Linked DNA regions of Mus musculus: region 1 is linked to region 2. The links are chromatin contacts, called in public Hi-C maps. All regions are on one chromosome and are shown on one strand. Each heading gives the region's core, a stretch centred on a gene start, on an enhancer-like site or on the middle of the called end of the contact. The rest is flanking DNA. Distances are from core to core; before and after follow the strand shown.

The links. Hi-C and Micro-C count contacts between places; a contact is called where the count stands out from the background.
Region 1: a contact with region 2 is called in a Hi-C map of bone marrow-derived macrophages, with 1.7 times the contacts expected there. The contact joins the enhancer-like site here to the promoter of Txlnb in region 2. A contact is called at or near these places in 2 of 39 promoter capture datasets (3T3-L1-derived adipocytes and macrophages), 1 of 15 datasets of contacts at CTCF or cohesin (the NIH/3T3 cell line), 12 of 484 Hi-C or Micro-C datasets (the N1E-115 cell line, bone marrow-derived macrophages, cardiomyocytes and 6 more), 2 of 115 datasets of contacts at active chromatin or transcription factors (CD8 T cells and heart atrium) and 4 of 9 other capture datasets (adipose tissue, bone marrow-derived macrophages, macrophages and 1 more).

The regions. Positions count from the first base shown.
Region 1 is chr10:17,837,919-17,843,668 of GRCm38.p6, reverse strand. It overlaps Txlnb (taxilin beta), which reads right to left. Exons shown (of 10, transcript NM_138628.3): 8 at 4,669-4,761; 9 at 2,148-2,243; 10 at 1-971. The coding sequence ends at 189. Among named protein-coding and RNA genes, the nearest start is that of Gm20655, 5.2 kb to the right of the region's middle. Within about 2 kb of position 1,483, at least 22 of the 459 cell types and tissues checked have an H3K27ac peak or open chromatin away from gene starts, as enhancers often do. A contact at or near this core is called in bone marrow-derived macrophages, where this site is marked.
Region 2 is chr10:17,791,607-17,797,849 of GRCm38.p6, reverse strand. Txlnb (taxilin beta) reads right to left here and starts at 1,631. Exons shown (of 10, transcript NM_138628.3): 1 at 1,429-1,631. It overlaps Gm20655 (a long non-coding RNA gene), which reads left to right. Exons shown (of 5, transcript XR_871470.3): 2 at 1-4,896.

The sequences.
Region 1 (5,750 bases), core at 234-2,733, 46 kb before region 2:
TGGCTGCCAAATCACAGAGAATTTCCATATTAGTTATAAATTGCAAACAGCAGCAAAGACTGGAAGTGTTCTGTACAACTTTAAAAATGTCTTGACTCTAACTCTTCCTAGTCCTAGAAGTTTCTTTCACAGACTTTCTTCTGTGAGGAAGATGCAGTCAGGTGAGCAGCCAGAAGAATCAACAAGGCTTAGTCTACTCCATTCAGACAAGCATCGGGCTCTCTGGGGAGTCCAGTGGAAGGGCCTACGGGGATGTCTGTGACTTCTGGTGGGGGCTGCTCCCTAGACTCACAGCCGGGCACCACAGCAGAATCTCCCTCACTCTCTGGAGATGGTGAAATATCATATTTTGCCTCTACTACAGATAGGGAGCCCTGGGCTGGGGACAGTGGGGCCTGACCAGAAGTGTTTGCCTCTGGTTTATGGGGCTTCGGACCCGGGGTATTTTCTGCAGGGAGACCCTGACTTTGTAGCTCTGCCTCTGCAGGGGTACAGGAGGCTGTAGGGGCAGGTGTGGCCTCACAGACGCCCTCCGCCACAGCCTGAGCACCTACAGGGGGCCGAGGACTCCCTGAATCAGCGGGAAGGCTGGGATGGTTTAAACGGGCTGTTTCGGGGTGCTGGTGGGTGACATCACTTCCACTTTGAGGACCATTCACTGCCAGCTGTCTTTCCGTTGGTTGGTCTGGGGTGAACTCTGGATGATGAAGGATGGTAAAAGCTGTGGCCAGGTTTTCCACAGCTTTTTGAAAACTGTTGGCTTCCTCTGCGTCCACCTCTTCATTTTCAGAGACGCTTGGCTCTGGCTCTTCCTCAGAGGTGCGCTGAACCTGGTCTTCCTTTTCGGACATTTTTGCTTCTCTGATTTTCTTGTAGAGTTCCTTTCTCTCCTCTTGTAAAGCACGACACAGGTTCTCCAGCCTTTGGATTTTCATCACGAAACACTCGTATTCTTTAGCTCGCAGGGCTTTCTGTGACATAAATGCACACACACACACACACACACACACACACACACACGACATGAGCAGTGAATTTCTCACGATGCTGTCCAGAAACAAAACTAGAATTTGCCTACTACGTTTGAACAAACATTTCGGGACATCTCTTTGTTTTTCTGATGTTTTGATTATTAGACTAAAAGACTTTTAATTACTATTGCCTGTTCTTTGGGAAATAAACCTATTAAGACTTCTTTCTACTCCAATAAACACCTTAACCTACACGAATCTTCTGTTCCTTAAAAACTGGAGGGTATAGGCAACATCTTCTGTGAAATAAGTAAGATGGCCTGGGCTTCACTCTCAGCGGGGTGTTGTGTATTCTAGGAAATATGTCTTCTTGCTAGAACTGCTATATGCTAATTCCAGCAGCCATCTGATGAGTGTTGATGAGTCATACATACATCTTGGGAACTGGTTGCAACTTGGAATGAATCTCTAAAGTGGTAATTATAACCACAGAAACGCACCACATACCAGTTCATGATGTTGGCTGCTTAAACCGTTCAGTTCTCCTTTTCTCTGGTAACAGTGGTGTGAGAGTGAGCAGAGAACTGCTCCTAATCATCTCACTACTGATTCCCACCCTGGCTACCCTGGATCTGTAAGACCCTCTTTACTTGTTACCATGAAGGGATCTTCACTTGTAGGTCCTGCCACTCAAATTGGACCTCATAAACCTTTGCCTTTAGAGTTGTAAAGCCTGTAGGCCCTGGCAGAACATCAGCTACCAAATACCTGTTGGAGGAGGTTTTAAAAAGATTTCTTCATATCTGTCTGTAAAATACCCTAAATGTGCTGGCATCTTCTATCAGCACAGTGAAACCAATGCATTAAGTGCACTTGCTGGGTGCCAAACAGTAGAAGTTCAAGATCAAGTAAGACCTTCATCAAAACCTTTCTAGGCCAGCAGGCATAGTGCCATTCTGGGGTCAGTTTTCTACCTAACAATTCTGTGACTAAGGTTTACAAAGATCTCTGACTCCTCCTTAGATTTCTCAGTGACTCTTGATCTTATTCCTGATCTTATATTTTAATCTGTTACGTCTCCCTTGAAATTCAGCCTATTTTCCAAACGTAATCACTTGTACTATTAGGTTCTGATGATTACTTTTGACAGGGTTGGGGAAGGAAGAGCGTCCTCACCTCTTCGATCATGTCCAACAGGGCTTTGTTACAATTCTCAAATCGGGCTTTCCACGTGGCGGTGTCCTTCTCCAGCTTCTTCATTTTCTTAGTTGTCTACAGAAATTAGAGTGTTTTAGTGATAATCCTGAGGCACTAAGGAAGCAATTAGCTCCACACGTGACACCAAGGGCAATCTCTTGTTACCAGCTGCTGAAGCAAACAAATGTTCAATGTCAACAACGAAGACTGAGGAAGAGGAACGATTTCTTCCCGAGTCCTCTGGATTGGTGACGAACGAACTTGTTTGCACCGGAGCCAAGTCAGGGAGAAGGAGCTACATAGGAGCACATTGTGTTGTTCTTGACTTTTCTTTCATTTAAAATAATAAAAACGAATCCTTACTGAGACTCGTAAATAAGCTTGCAATTTAGGTAATTTACTTTATCAAATAGAAGGATATCATCGTGAGAGAGCTGACATTGCTTTTGGGAATTAAGCTGCAGATAATTTGTGTGCACACGAAAGCGGCTTGGCACCTTTTCTTTGCTCATGTTTGTAGGGTGAGGGTGAGCTCACGGAAGGTGATGGTTATACATTCATGTCATCTCTGAAACAGCCCCGCGAGAAAAGCTCCGTTTTCATCCCTATTTTATAAATCATAAAACTGAGGGTCAAGAACACGTGTTAATATCTAAGTTGATTTACCAAAGAGTCAGGCTAGAGATATCTCATTTTCTACCAAAATAGTGCCTCTTAGTCACCAGGCCCTCGCACGAATGTGGGTTACATTCATACTCTGTTTTGAGTAGAAGATTAATGGATATTATTTATTGTAGAATCTCTTCTCTTATTGTGTAAATTGAAGGGTAAGACTCTTAGTCAGCTATTATGTCCTTTCATGAGCCACACCTAGGTACTTGCTTCTTTTTTATTTTTTATTTCAGGTATTTTGAGGCAAAGTTTCGTTCTGTAGCCCTGGCCAGCCGGAGCTTGCTATGTGGACCAGGCTGTCCTGGAACCCACAGAGGTCTGCTTGCCTCTGCTTCCTGAGTGCCAGGATTAAAGGCCTGGGCCTCCTCCATGTCTGCCTATGTGCTTGTTTCTTGAGCAAAGCTCTCTGAGGTGCACACCAAGGCCAGAGGCTGAGCCCAGACTTTCATTTCTTGCTCTAAAAGGAGTTAGATGGGCGGGGCCTTGAATAGATTTGTTTGTTTGTTTGTTTAAATAACATGTAGCTTTGTAAAGTTTAAGAGGTTAATGTTAATAATTTTATACAAGATATAGGACTATATTCAGAATTACACAAACATGCATCCCAGTTTATTGTTGTTGTTTATCAACAATGGAATTCTTGGGCTCACCAGCATCTGTAAACAAATTTCAGATGAAGAACACTTGACTTAATATCCCAGTCTCAATTTTGAGATAAAATTCAAAAAATAACAATTCAGAACCAAGAAAACGAACTTAACAAATATTAGTGTAAAAGTTACATTGTCTCACTAAAATATAATTTGAAAGATGCTTCTTACACTTATAATTAATGCCAGTGCCTGTTCAGAAACACAATATGCATGTGTGTGTGTGTGTGTGTGTGTGCGTGCGCGTGTGCACGCACGTGCACGTGCATAGATGTGCACGTGGACATGTCTATGCTGTGCTGTACTTATGGAAGTCAGAAGACAACATTTAGGAGTCTTTGTCTACCTTGTTTTGAGGCAGGGTCCCTTTCAGCCCATCAGTGGGCTTCCTATGCTAGGCCACTGGCCCAGGAGCTCCCAGACTATTCTACCACTTCTTCCCATGTCGCCAGAGGAGTTCTAAGAGCACAGATGTGCCCCATCCTCATGCAGCCTTTCACAGGGCTCCAGGGATCTCAGCTCAGGTCCTCAGGGCCGCTGGGGTAAGTCCTCTTACCCTCTGCCATAGAGGCAGAATGTTGATGCTGATTTTCTACTAGGAAGATACTGGACTGAATAAAATGTTAACGTTATGTCTGTTGATATTATTTGTACCTTTTATTTATGAAAGACCAGCAAAACTTTTAATGCGTTAATTTATTTGAACTTCAGAGTTTTGTGAGTTATGAGAAAATGATCAGTTTATAGATAAGAAAAATAAAACCTGAGAGAGGTACATAAATGACCCAGGAGTCCTTGGTGGATAGTTACAAACGCAGAATTTGAGCTTACTCTTCTGTCTTCGTATGCAGGGCTCCATCAATTGTATTGCATGAGAAGGAGTCTATCAACTCTAATGTTATATTTTTTGGTTTAAATGTTTTTTTTTAAACCAGAGAAAAATTAGGCTAGCTATCAAGAAAAAGATATTGTTCGTCTTAGTGAAAATGTATCCTAGTATTTTGAGGCCATTGATCAGATCTATTTACTGGAAACTTTTAAAAAAAGACAAAATTCCACTGAAGGTCTCATTCCTGCATTATGAAATGCACTGGAGTATCTTAGCCAGAGAAAAATGCATGCAAAGGCTTGCTTGTCAAAACAAAAACGGTCAGTATTCATGGATAGGAAATACTCACCTTATCCATTTCCTGCTTGAAAGTGGCAAACACTTCATTGCTTTTTGTCAGTGTACTCTGGAACTCCTCAAACCTTCCTGAGTAGAGAGTGAGCTGTAAACAGAGGAGAAAGTACATCTATTTTGGGGCTGCTTTCAGATTGCTTCCAGAAAAAACAAAACAAAACCCAAGTCACTGTTCATTATTTGAGAAGGAAAATGAATTAAAGATATTGTTAGTACAGGATTACTCACATGTTTAGCTATTTTATATACTACCAGGTCAGCCTAGGTTGGTGAGCATGATTAAAATTCTTCATTTAAAGAAATTATGTCTGTCTGTCTGTCTGTCTTCTATAGCTCTCCACCTTACCATTCGAAAGAAGGTCTCTCGGTGAACATAAAACTTGACGTTCCAGCTGCAGTGGCTGGCCAGTAAACTCCAGGAATCTGCCTGTCTCTTTCTGGCCCTTTGTGCTACAGTTAAAGGCATGTGTCACGCACGACACCTGTCTTTTACCTGGGTGCTAGGAATTCAAACTGAGGTTCTCAGGCCCTCAGGCTTTTAAGGCATACACTATGCTCATCCAACCATGTTTGTACCCCAACATGTTTCCTGTTTCTTTTCTTCCTTCTCCTCCCCCGCCTCTAGGAATCTCATACATGTATCTAATGTGTTCTGATCAAATCCACTGCCATTCCCTCTCCTCCAGTTTCTCTCTTATTTCTTTCCACAGCTTTTCTCTTTAAACTTCCTCTGCTCTGTCTTTTCTTAAGAACCTCTTGGGTCCACTTAGTGTTGCCTAAAATGTTTTTAAAGGAAAATAAAATTATAAAACATACAATTACACCTTTATTATATCATACTTTTTAATAATTATTTATTGGTCACTGAACATATATGTGTACACCACTTATATAAAGATATTTCTTTAATACGTGGGTCCTGCTTTTGAGGGACTTGAACACCTAATGGGGAGAGAAACGCAATGACCACTTGATTATGAGATAATTAGTACTGATTACTAAGTCAGAACCTTACTTGCCTTGGATTTTCTCTGTAATCAATGTTTACAACCTAAGCTAATGAATAGCTGTAATCTT
Region 2 (6,243 bases), core at 382-2,881:
CTGCCTCTGCTATATAATCCTGTCTCCCAGCAGCAACAACATCAACAACAACACCCACATAATAGTAGAGCCTCTGGGAAATATGGAACAACACAGCACATTGCATTAGAGACTCCGGGCTTTGCTCCTACCATGCTGAGGGGCGGAGAGATTTGGCTTAGGGTTTAACTTCTGGTGCGTTTTGTTTACAAATAGAACGCAATAGTTATGCTGCTAACTAATAGCATAAAACTATGGCAGCGTTCCCTAGCTTCACGGGTCGTGCGGTTGTGTTGGCATGTCAGTGGAAACAAAAACATGCTGTGTTATCAACTGCATAGCTTCCTTGGCTCATTTTTAGGGCAAGTGTCAAGCACTTGAATGTAGTAGGTGTTGAACACTTGACTGCCAACCCGAGAGTGGAAGACACAGTGTGGAGACAGTCCCCACCCACCTGTGGCTCCCCCAGGACTTAGGAGGAAGGTCATTCCTTTTAATTCAATCACTTGGTTATCACACAATGTGGCTGCGTCTCCACCACTGCAATCGAGAGCCTGACCTCCGCTCGCCATGCTCTCTGCTATATATAACTCCTGCCTCCCCCAAGCACACAGAGAGACACGTGTCACCTGCTGCCCTGCCAGAAGTTATTTTAAGTTCTTCTAAAATGAGTTCTGACATTTAGCCCTTCATCCCTAAAGTCAAGAGAATAGGCTCTCAGTCAGACTAAAAATTGTGACCATTTACTGGTTTGAATCCATATGTGAACTTTTAAGTGTAGGGGAGATTATCATTGGGTGAGATCTGAAGTCAATCAAAGTTCAAAGCAGTTATTTCAAACAGTCCACGGGCATTTTACTGTGGTTAGGCTACATGAAAATGTTCACGTGATCTATTCAAGCTTAGGTCTATGGATATTCTTTAAATTCCTGTTCCACATTAGTTGATGTGTGTGTGTGTGTGTGTGTGTGTGTGTGTGTGTGTGTGTGTGTCAGTCTCAGCACCTCAAATGCTCCACTGATGTGCAGTATCTCCAAACTCCAACCTTCTTTTAAAACAGTAACCTATTTTGTTTAGAGGACAATTTACTTCTTTAAGACACCTCAGAACAAACTAACAAGAAGGAAAACCAAATATAAACAAAGTCAAAGAACCTTAAAATCGTCCTTTTTGTAGCAAAGTTTCTTCTCACAAAGAAACTCTAAAATCTGTCTTTTACAAACTTTATTGGCTCTGTGCCCCTCCGGGAAGGAGGAATGTTTCCCCTGTGCTAGCTGTGGCTGCTCACACACGCACACGCACCATCCCTTCCTGATCCACCCGCTGTCTTGTGAAGTTGAACAATGGAAAGCCCTTCTACCATTTGCTGGCGTCTGTAACTTTTGAACACTACAGACTACAGGCTACAGGCTGCCCCTCAGGGCTTGGGGAAGTGTTTGTCATACTTACCAGAAGGAAGGGAGCTAAGCAGGAAGAGAAAAGAGAGGAAAGAGGTGGTAGAGTCAGAGGAGGAGCAGCAGCAGCAGCAGCAGCAGCAGCAGGAACAGGCAGCAGGGCTGAGTTCTTACAAGGAGGGAGAAACTGCACACACACACACACACACACACACACACACACACACACACACACACACGCCCACAAAAGGAGGGGGCGGGGAAGGAAACACCCGTGACGCAGCAAGAAAGAAGTCTGCCTGTGCTTCAGTAGGTGTCGCCAGGGGAGTATCCTTTGAAAGAAAAGCAGCTGGTGAATTGTGAGACTCTCCATGTTTAGCCCTCTTTAAAATTCAAACCCAGATGAATGGCCTCCTGGTGCGGTTTTCTGACATTGTTGTTATTTTGGAACACATCAGGAGTGTTTTTATTTCTTGGTTTATCTCCGTGGGGTTTATGATTCAACCCTGGATTAGTTAGTATCAGGTTTCTTTTAGGAACCACCAAAGATGCGGTGTGGCACAGCACAGGAGAAGTGGCAGAGACACTAATTCTGAGGACACTGCTTTCTTGTGGTTGTTACTATTGTTTTTGCAAAGTTTGAAATGCACATTTAGGTGGCTTTTGGAACTGTGGTTTAGGTAGTCTTTGCATGTGTGCTGTGTCCAGAGCTGACATCTCATCAGCTTGTTCATCCTAAAAATGCCTTCCTAGGGCCTAGAGGCAGAGGTAGGTGGCTCTCTGTGACTTCAAGGCCAGCCTGGTCAATATGGTGACTTCCAGGACAGTCAGAGGAACGGCTTAATATCCTGTGTAAAAGAAACAAGGATTAGCTTGTTAGCTTCCTCCTAACTCATAGCCATTCATGGGTGCCTTAAGCTTTCTGGGGAATGTATTTCCATGTTTTACCAAAACAGATTTAGTCTTGGCACAGCATCTCTGAGAATTTAGTCACCCCAAAGACATCCAGCCCTTGAATCTGGCACTTTACGTGTAGAGGGGACTTGCAGATGTGGTCAAGGATTGTGGGGTGGAGAGTCATCTAGAATGATCTGAGGGTGACCACTAATCACAGAGTCCTTATAAATGAGGCAAGCAGGCTGAGAATCAGATCAGATCTGTCGATCTAAGTGGGGTGTGTCATGGAGTAAGGTCCTGCGTCGAGGAGCATAAGAAGCCTTAGAAGCTGGGAAGGCAACAAAACACTCTTCTCTCAAGCCTCCAGAGGGATGCAGCCACACCAACAGCTTCACCTCAGACCCCATGGAACTCATTTTGGACTTTGACCTCCAGCACTGTAAAGGAGTAAGTTCACGTTTTTTAAAAAGCCTCTACCTCAGTGTCAGATTGTTAAAGGGAATGAAACGGAAGCTAACGTGCACCCCACTCCCAAGTGCTTCCCTACTTCCTGAGCTCGGGGTGCTGTAAGTCACAATCACAGAAAGGGCTGAAAAGGGGTGCAGGAAAGGCATGATGGGAAGAAGCAGCCTGAGAAGGAGAAACTCTGACAGAGACACTGCAGTGACTGTTAATCCTGGGATTTGCCAGAGAAAAAACCCCAAGTCCACCAGCTCCGGGCAAATTAAAGCTAGCTTTATTAAATATTAAATACTGACCACCAAATCCTCGACTTTAATCAGGACCATTCCCTGGAGTTTCTCAGCTGGAATGGCCTTGAGCCTGTGTAGCAGGGATTTATAAGGATGACCTATAGGCCATCATAGTTTCCTATGAGGCTTTGTTATTTTCTGAGAACTACAACTCCCAGCATTCCCGGAAGTTACCTGGTCCTTGGGCAACTGGGGTTTACAGGTTAATTTCGGGCCTTTCATGGCAAACACAATGAAACTGGTGAAAGAAAATAATATTCTCTCCTTAATCCTCACATCGTGAATATTCGGTTAACACCACAAATCAGAAGACAGCACATCCTGGATTGGAGCAATCAACTCAATCAGATCTCCAAGTGCAGATCAGTTCTAAACAATTTTAAATAAGGTACTGTTAGGGTACATTTTGTGAAGGTATGTTTCTGTGTCATCAATTGTTTAACGGGTACCTGCAGAGAGCTAAGTACTCGTCGCATCTTGGTATTGTTGTTTCCGTGGCCCATCGCCAGCCTCATATTTTTGCAAACATTCATCCTTCCTTCCTTGCCTATTGGATGTAATAAAAAACTGATGGCCAATAGCTGAGCAGGGACTAGGAGGCGGCACTTCCAGGCAGAGATAGGAACTTCGGGAGAAGCAATCAAATGCAGGAGGTTCATCAGGGATCACAGAAGGGATGATTCAGGCCGGAGCAGAGAGGTAGACCTGGCCATGTGACAAGATGTAGGCCAGAATTAGTCAGCTAGAGTCGTTGGGAGACTGCCAAGCTGAGGCATTAAAATATTATTGACTCCATGTCATTATTTATACAGCTGGGGGTGGGGTCCATGAAAAGTCCCACTTTGAGGTGCAGGCCCTTTTAACAAAATAGTTTCCATTGAAACTAATGGAAGAGGAAATCTAATGACAGGACTGTCTTATTATGTTATTGTGTGTATATATACATACAATATGTACTAACATGAAAACAGGCATAGCTTTCTTATACCTGTCCCTTTCTTTTCTCCCTGCCACTCCATAGGGTTTCTCTGTAAGTTTCAAAGTGAGTGCCCACTTTTTAGACAAGACTAGCCTGCAACTCAGAGAGACCTGCCTGCCTCTGCCTCTCAAGTGCTGGGATTAAAGGCGTGTGCCACCACCACCTGGCTAACCTTTCTTAGAGTTATTATAAAATATACATTTTCATATATGTATCACTTTAAAATTCCACAAAACTGAATCACAGAATGACCCAACTCTCTCTAAAGATATTTGCATAGGAGTTGTGTGTTGCTAAACACCATTAATGCTAGTTCCCTAGGGTTTTTGTTGCTGTTGTTGTAAACATCCTATGATATTTTAAATGTCAGGTGTGGTTCAGTCAGCTGCTTGACTGATTGACAGCTGACATATTCTCTACCTTAACGTGGCTGTGTGGAGTAAGAGGCATCTCAACTCTTAAACACAAAACAAAACAAAACAAAACAAAACAAAACAAAACAAACAAACAAACTTCTCTGGCCCTCCAGGAATCACATAACTTCAGCTTCACTAACAATTGTGATCAGGATTGGAACTGACGCCAACAAGGTCTGCTTTGGGAGACCATGCTCCAGCCGGGACCTCTTCCCACACAATCTGTCTAAGATTTGGAAGACTCTAGATAACAAGGCTAGACAAACCTTGGTGAGCTCAGCATCTCCTCCTGCTGTGACTCAGAAAAAAAAAAAAAAGTCCAGTGACTGGTGGACGGGGAACCGATCATTGGTCTTTGTGTAGGGCTTGAGTCAGGTGGAATCCGGAGCTGCATATGTGGAACTAGGAGTGGTGGAATCAGACTGAACATGTGCATCTGGGCCCCTCTTCTGGCTGCTTAAACAGACTACTCTTTTCAGGTGAGTCTGCGTAACTTCCACCATGCTCTGTTCCCTGGTATTACAACATTTGGCTCTAATAAAGTCTTCTCTTGAGTGGTGTCTTTGGCTGATTGGGATTTTTATCACAAGTAGGATAGGTTGGGATGGTTAGGAATGTCAAGTCCTCAGGTATTCTAACTGTGGCTTTAGCTATGCTGGTATGGATGGAGGCTGCCAAGAATTCCAGAGCGATGAGCCCTGATACCCAAGGCTCCAAGCTATATCTATAAGAGTCAGCTGAAAGAGGTCAGAGCACTACCAAGGACAGAATCTGTAAGAGATTAAGGATATTGAGGGTACTGGGGGACAGCAGGGAAGCCAAGACTATGGAAGACAAAGGAAAAGAGACTCTGAAGAGCCAGAGGCAGGAGCCAAGATTATAAGGATTGTGAGACACAGTTCCTGGAAGAGTTAGAAACAACTTCTGATGGTAAGGAGCTGAGACTGCCAACACCAAAATTTAGGAGATGTCACACGTGCTGTGTTGGTGCTTTAAGAGCAACTGGCATTTCACCTTGAGTAGTTAGAACAATAACCTTCTGGCTCAGACAGCTTGAAATCATTGAGGAGAGGGCTCTCCCAGTCCAAAGGGAAGACAGCATAGCACGACCAGTGTCTAGGTGTGCATGTGTGATTCTGTCGCAACTCTGTAATACAGACCACACAATCACAACATACCTTACCATGTAAGGGAGATAAGAGGGAACTAATGAAACAGCTGGACTTGGAGCTCAGCCTTTAGACATGAGCCGACTTCACCAGTGCTGGCATGAAAAAAGTACTGTTTTCTGCTTGAAAACTTCAGTGTGTCCTGTCTCAGAATTCTGTTGCATCGTAAGTCTCTAGTATTCAAGACTTGGGGCCTTCTGTCTCAGGTTTTAAAGTCCAGTTTGTGAGTGTTAGAAACTCAACTAAAGGAACTGTTCCATTGCTCTCTTGTTCTAGAGAGAGGAAACGAATCTCCAGTTATTGGCTTATTGACAAAACCAATAAATATTATTCAAATTGTCAGTGTTGATTTACATGACAGATAATAGTTGCTAAACCCAAATTGTAATGTGGAACATGAATAGAGTGTCGCCACTAGTCAGTCTGAGCACCTCCTATTTTTCTGCAATGCACAGTGGGAAATGGTTCAATTTCCTCCACATCTGATCCGTTAAAATTATTACATATGGTTTGTTCATACAGCTTGCCATGATTTAATTGCACAGATACATGCTCCTGCTCTCTTTCTTCTGAGTGTTTATATTTCCTCCAGAGTGATGTTGGGAGATTAGGGAAGGCCTTTGGGAAGTCATTAGGCAATTTGGATGCACATCATAT